2 separate regions of the Hordeum vulgare genome follow, and region 2 is linked to region 1. A link is a contact called in public Hi-C data. All regions are on one chromosome and are shown on one strand. The core of a region is the stretch at or near the end of the contact, and the rest is flanking DNA. Distances in the headings are between cores, read along the strand shown. Region 1 holds the start of LOC123427429 (mechanosensitive ion channel protein 1, mitochondrial-like). Region 2 holds the start of LOC123430624 (beta-carotene 3-hydroxylase, chloroplastic-like).

Region 1 (3,518 bases), core at 760-3,259:
ACGTGCCACCACCGCGGGATGCAGGCGGAGCCCAACGAGGACGAGCAACTCCTTGCATGGGTCTACCTTCGGTCCCTCACGACGGCGGAGACGGACGCTCGTCGCCTACAACGGAAAAACGCGAAGACGCTCCTAATTGCTATTGAGCAGTTGGAGCGCGAGGCGAAGGAGGCAATGGAGGAGGTGGCTCTGGTCGTGAAATTGAAGCGGCACCAAGACAGGGTTGTGACGACCTACAAGCATAGGGATGGCAACAGAGTTTGAGGGTAGTATTTCACCCAATTTATTGATTTGACACAAGGAGGGCCAAGCAATATTTATGAGCCTTAGCAGTTGATTTGTCAATTCAACCACATCTGGAAAACTAAATATCTGCAGGAAAACGTTTAATAGCATGACAATATGATAGTTTGATAATAGTGGTAACATTAACAATAGTAACAGTAACAATACCAGTAGTAGTTTTGTAGTGATTGTAACAACAACATCAGTAGTAAGTTAGCTAAATCCAATATGAGAAAGGCATAGGCATTGGATCAGCGATGGATATTTGTATAAATGGATGACATTCATCATATAACAGTCACAACCTAGAGCCACACAAAACTAGCTGTAATTCATCAATGTAACGTAGGCATGTATTCCGTAAATAGTTATATGTGCTTATTATAAAAACTTGCATAACATCTTTTGTCCAACCCTCATGTGGCAGTGGGGTCCATAAGGAAAACTAAGGTATATCAATGCCTCCTTTTAATAGAGAATCGGAACAAAGCACTAACACATCGTGAATACATGAACTCCTCATACTACGGTCATCACGGCGGGGGTCCTAACTATTGTCACTCTGGGGTCTATGGATCATAACACATAATAGGACCATACAACTTGCAAGATAAGATCCAAAACACTCTCATATTCATAGAAACATGATAGTTCCAGATTTGAAATCATGGCACTCGGCTACGATCCAAAACACTCCTCATACTAGGTCATCACCGGAGGGGGTCCACGTGGGATGCCAATAATACGCTCCCAGACCGGGATACGATCAAGTTTGTATTCATCAACACATGTAACGTCATCATACTCTTTCATAACAACGTCGACGTATGGGAACAACTAAGGGCCACCGTTCATCACACAATTCCAGTCTCCTAGACACATAAACTGGCCAAGAAAGAGATTTGGCTTGAGAGCCTTGAAGACCATTCCTTGCGCCAGCGTCCACGCGTTCCTCATCGCCATAAACATGGCAACATGGCTGAAGGGTTTGAGAGTATGAACCCTAAAAATTACGAGCCACCTTGTTTCCTCAATCAAACCTTCAATCTCACCTAACAGAACAAGCTCATCCTCTTCTTCCCCATGGAGATTCACGCCCGAGAACCTGTCCTCCACGTTTGCCTCAGATCCGCGCATATCATGCCCATCTCTGCTTCCAAATGTGGCGACTGTCGGTGCCTTCCCATTGCTTGTTTTTGCCATGCGGACGGACAAGAGCAATCTAGACCACTCGGGGATCACGCCAGATCAGTCCACGACCAACCCGAACGCAATAATTGATGAGGGACACGAGGTAGATTTGAAATCCTAGCGGTGTGCCGCTAGGGGAAACCAGGAACCGTAGCTGCCCACGGGCAAAGGACTTCGGTTTGTCGAGTATCATATACTGTCTTTCGTGACAACGGGTTTCCATGTATGTAATCCTTGTATCATCAATGAAAAAAAAATATTTCGATCAAATCTTTGTGAAACAAGGTGAACACTTGCCCATGTCGGCTTCATGGCGGGCTGCTCCAAGAGAAAATTTGGGCTTCGTGGCCTTGGATGCATGATCCAGAAGGCCGAATCCCTCAGAGAAAAGAAAAGGAAGGAAAAGGGAAAGAAAATCCGAGCACGCACCGCACGACGCAGGGGGTGGGGCACGGAGGAGGTCCCACCCGCAGCCTCTCCACGACACCCCCTCGTTTCCTGTCCCGCAAGAAAGGCAAGCAGAGAGCAAAGGAAAATAAACCAGCGCAGCCCCCGTCGCCGTCGAGGCCTCCTCACGCCTCACACCCCCCATCCCACGCGGCCACGCCCCTCCGGGCCAGGTGTTGAAGCACCGCGGCGGGGACGAAGCAAGCGCGCCGCCGGCTCCCGGTCTCCTCCGCCTCTGCTCCCAAGCGTAAGCCCTCTTCGAATCACTGAGGCGCGGCTGGACCTCCCCTTTCCTCGATGCGGGTTCTTACTGTAGTTGGCGCGGCCGCAAGTAGTAGCCAGCGCCTTCCCCGTGCGCCGCGGGCTCCGTTTCCGGCGTGCGTTTCGATGCGAGTTTTGTTGCTGTTACTGACGCTCTTCCGCTGGTTCTGTGTCGCCCGATTCGAGGGTTTGTGCAAATGTATCATCCGGGGTTCAAGTAAGGATTGTTGATGCCTAGTTCGTTCGCTCGATTCCGACTGGAGACCCGAATTTCCCCCCCTATGACTACCCTGATTTTGATTGTGCGGAAGAATTACAGCCGCTGCGGTTTGGAAATTTTGGGTGCTTGTTGATACAAGCTATGTCAAGGATCACTTGCGTGGTCACTCTGCAATGTAGTTTTTGCCGTGCCTTGTTAGAAGATTTTGCCCCATCATTTGGTGCAAACGGGGTTTGCTGTTACGGTCGGGATGGATAGCGTGGTTTTCAGTTAGAGAAACAGGGATGGGTGTACTTCTGTCATGCGGGTGTTGATAATTAGTAGTTTCATACACATTGTTTCTCTGCCGGTCAAGTTCAAGTGAGAGTTGTGTTATGGTTTATCCTCATTTCTTTTAGTCATCGTTACCATTTCTGTTGCTTTAATTATGTTTCCAGCTGTTTGATGTGGACTTTTGTTTGTAACTGCTGCTCTTCCGCCAGTTTGATTTGGTGTTGCCTTAAGGTTTTATGCAAACATAGCATCCGGGTGGAGTAAGAATTGTTGGTTTATGGGTTGTTTATCCTATTCCAACTGGAGACCTGAATTTTCCCTCTGATTAATCTGATTTTGGTTGTGCTGACGAATTATTGTTGCTGTGATTGGGAAATTTGGAGTGCTTATCGTCAAAAGCTAAGCTATGGCAAGGATCGCTTTAGTGATCGCACACCCATTTGATTCAAATCACGGAGTTTGCTGTTATGGTTTGAGACAACAGCATGGTTAACAGTTAGAGAGGCAGATGACATCTGTCCTTTATCTTTTGATGTTTGAATACCTATGGTTTGCCGAACTCTTTGGCACCATGAAATTGAAGTTCTCATGATTGAAAATTTTCGGATTTAGCATCCATAGTTATTTTCTGGCCCTACAAAACTTAATGAAGTTTCAGGTTGATATGTATATGTTGATAACTAGTAGTTTCATACATCGATGCTCTGCTGTTGAATTATGGTTTATCCTTTGTCAGTTAGTTGCCGTTAACAGAGTTTGGTAGTAGTCTTGTTTTCTGCTTTAATTATGTTTATTCTCCATCTTTCATGTTAATTGCTTTCATATTTCAGGACAGTTTCTT
Region 2 (3,518 bases), core at 365-2,864, 200 kb before region 1:
TTTGGCGATGCCCAGTGCTGCAGACCGCGTTGCTACAACGAGCGTGTGTTGCTTCCGCTGTCGCTGCATGGACTTCTCTTGCAGCGGGGTGTCCTCGACGACGACGCCTGCTGCAAAGCATCCAGTGATGTGGTGCAGAGCGGCGGCGTGGTAAGCAGTGTTGCGCTGTGCCCGGCGTTGCAACCAGGGGGCTCGTCGATTTTTTTATAGCATGACCCTTGCTGCGAATGGAGCTCCGATAGGGCTGCAATGAAGCATTGTCAGCCTTTCAATGGAGCTATGCTAGCACTGCCACGAAGCGTCGCCGGCAGTTGTCGGTGCTGCGATGCAGCGGTTGTCGACGCTACCCGGAGCTGCGGTGCAACCTCGGTGCTGCATCGGAGCTTCGCCGTCCGCTCCCTGTGCTGCAATGAACGATCGCCGGTGGTCCGAAGCTGCGATGCAACCTCAGAGTTGCAATGAAGCTTCGTCGGCGGCCCCAAAGCTGTGATGCAGCTCTCGGTGTTGCAATGGAGCTTCGCCGGCGGCTCCGGCTACTGTAGTGCAGCGCTTGCCGGCGGCGACTTTGATTCTTTTCCAGCGACGATGCATCGCCTTGCTATGGCGTCGATGTAAGCTGCAAGGGGCTGTTCACCAGCAAGAGGTGGCACTGTTGGGAGGACGAGGACGATGCCTTGTTGTGACAAAGGACAGGAGCGAAGCACTGATATAGCGAAATTGTGTTTGTCCGAGAAGGACCCCGTTGACTCATTCAACGTCTGTAGCGGTCTTGATGGAACGGTAGATAAGGCGGCTGATAACTTCCCAGTTATCAGCCGGTTGATTTGTAGTACGGGCCTTTCTATTAATGATGTAATTAGTCAGTTGATGCTTGGATTAGACGGTCTAAATTTGTAATTGGATTTGACCTCTCTTCATTTTAATGGTAGTAGATAAGTAGGAGAAAGAGGAGTGTCAAATGAGTCACCGCATTTACACTGCCCAACGGGTTACGTTCACGCAGCAGCAGTTCGATCATCGAGCGTATCTCACGACGGGGATGTCCGGATGTGTGCTCAAAAGAAAAGAAGTCTTTTTTTCTTACGAAGTTCGAAAAAAGATCTATTGATTTGGATACATCACATGCGGTCAATCCTCCAAACTCCCTGCGATTCCCCATTAAATGCCTGATGCGTACAACATAAGTCCATGCCGTGTCCGGCAAAGAGTTACGTGGACGGATCTCCATCAAACAGCAGCCCTCCGTTCTACACCGGCCGAACCCGCCGCGCTGTCGATCTGCTATTCTCGGCTTCTTTCTTCTCACCCTTTCCCTCGGTTTTCCCCGCGCACTTTTGAGTTTTTGACCCCATTCCATGGCGGCGAGGCCTCACGTTTCTCGGACCAAAGTATCCAATCCAACGGCGGGCGTCGCCGTGAGGTCTCGGTCCAGAGAAGAGAAGGGAAGCCGTGGCAGGAGCGTGTACTGCGCTTGGCCACACAATGCCCATCGGAGTAACGGATGCAGCCTAGTAGTTCGAACGATCTGACACGCGGTCACGGCCGTTGGATCGAATCGGACGGCTCGCGGGGCGCCCACGGCGCACTTCGATTTCCCTACTTCTTCCTCCACTCCAGATTTGCAGTTTCCCCACTTCTTCCTCCAGGTTTGCACACGCGTACGAGACCAAACCTCTCGGCGGCTTGACGTCTTTGCCTTGCTTCCACAGTGCACAGTCCAGTCACCCATCTCTTCTTCCTTCCCCTTTCGAGCTCCCGAGCTCCGTCAGTGTCCATTTATAGCCTGCTCGAAAGTGCAGTGAGAGTCCCCCTCCATGGCCGCTGGTCTCTCGGGCTCCACCATGGCCAGCTTCGCAGTCAAGAACCCTCTCCTCGCCGCCGCGCGGTACCGGACGCTGCCTTCCCGTGCCGGCCGGCCTCTCCCGTTCTCCCCGTTCACGCGGACGGCGCGCAGGAGGGGGCAAGAGACCGTCACGTGCTTCGTTCCGCAGGAGCCGGCGACGGTGCCGGTGCCTTCGCTGGAGGAAGAGGCGGCGTCCGCGGCGGCGCGGCGCGTGGCGGAGAGGAAGGCGCGGAAGCAGTCCGAGAGGCGGACGTACCTGGTGGCCGCCGTCATGTCCAGCCTAGGGGTCACCTCCATGGCCATCGCCTCCGTGTACTACCGCTTCGCCTGGCAAATGGAGGTACGTGCCACCCATTCGTTTTCGCCATCTTTCCTCGCCGTTCGTAGAGCCGTGATTTAAGTGCGTGGACGGTTGTAGTACACTACTTGACTGGCTGCCGTTGCTAAAACTCACATGCGCGCCGCGTTCGTGCAGGGCGGCGAGGTGCCGATGACCGAGATGCTGGGCACGTTCGCGCTCTCCGTCGGCGCGGCGGTAAGCTCGCGGCACCTTCGCACAACTCTTGCTCGCCGGCGGCGAAGGCCACCAGGCTAATATTCGGGCGTGATGCAGGTCGGGATGGAGTTCTGGGCGCAGTGGGCGCACAAGGCGCTGTGGCACGCGTCCCTGTGGCACATGCACGAGTCGCACCACCGGCCGCGCGACGGGCCCTTCGAGCTCAACGACGTCTTCGCCATCATCAACGCCGTGCCGGCCATCGCCCTCCTCGCCTACGGCTTCTTCCACCGCGGCCTCGTCCCCGGCCTCTGCTTCGGCGCGGTAAAGCCACCGCCATCCACTACACTAGTGCATCCCTCCGGCTGACCGGGGCCATCTGCAAGAACCATCCGATTAGGGTCTGACTCGCCACGTGTCTGCTTCCTACAGGGCCTTGGGATTACGCTTTTCGGGATGGCATACATGTTCGTCCACGACGGCCTGGTCCACCGCCGCTTCCCCGTCGGCCCCATCGCCGACGTGCCCTACTTCCGGCGAGTGGCTGCCGCTCACAAGGTACGTACGGCGAGCCTACCGGCCTCTCGCTCCCTGGAGCAGCACGTACCAACTTGGCGATGTCCTGAAAATTTTTGTGCTGATTATTATGTGGTCGTGGCTCCGTGGCAGATACACCACATGGACAAGTTCGAGGGCGTACCGTATGGGCTCTTCCTGGGACCCAAGGTGAGTGCGAGGCGCATGGCGCCTATCGTTTTGTCGTCTCCTCTCGTGTGTCCCCGTGCTGTGCTGTGACCACTGGCCAAGTGACACAGTACAAGACAAGCACCCTGATCTTCCTTGTAAACCGTCCGTCTCAACGCGCCTGTGGTTGTGGTGATTGCAGGAGCTGGAGGACGTTGGTGGCCTCGACGAGCTGGAGCAGGAGCTCGCCAGAATCAACCGGACTCGGAGCATCTGAGCTCTGGACATGGCGTGGCGGCATATGCAGCTAGAAGAACCTTGTGATCTCATCTAGCAGATGAACTCCATTTCAAGAATTTTTTTTCTTATCTTTGGTGGTTGCTATATATTGATTTAATTGATGGTGCTGGACATGGGGAGCCAGACCAAGAAGCAATCTGATGGTCAGGTGGTGGCGGTGTACTCCCTGTTACTCGGCTCCAGAGGGCGTGGATG

What was found. A called contact is a pair of places that touch in the nucleus more often than the background predicts.
Region 2: a Hi-C map of leaf shows a contact between it and region 1, with 2.7 times the contacts expected there. The contact joins the promoter of LOC123430624 here to the promoter of LOC123427429 in region 1. A contact is called at or near these places in 2 of 6 Hi-C or Micro-C datasets (leaf and seedling).

Annotation. Positions count from the first base shown.
Region 1 is chr2H:582,024,667-582,028,184 of MorexV3_pseudomolecules_assembly, reverse strand. It overlaps LOC123427429 (mechanosensitive ion channel protein 1, mitochondrial-like), which reads left to right and starts at 2,009. Exons shown (of 8, transcript XM_045111474.1): 1 at 2,009-2,170; 2 at 3,508-3,518.
Region 2 is chr2H:582,222,799-582,226,316 of MorexV3_pseudomolecules_assembly, reverse strand. It overlaps LOC123430624 (beta-carotene 3-hydroxylase, chloroplastic-like), which reads left to right and starts at 1,614. Exons shown (of 6, transcript XM_045114479.1): 1 at 1,614-2,183; 2 at 2,319-2,378; 3 at 2,457-2,663; 4 at 2,772-2,897; 5 at 3,009-3,065; 6 at 3,226-3,518. The coding sequence starts at 1,815. The coding sequence ends at 3,300.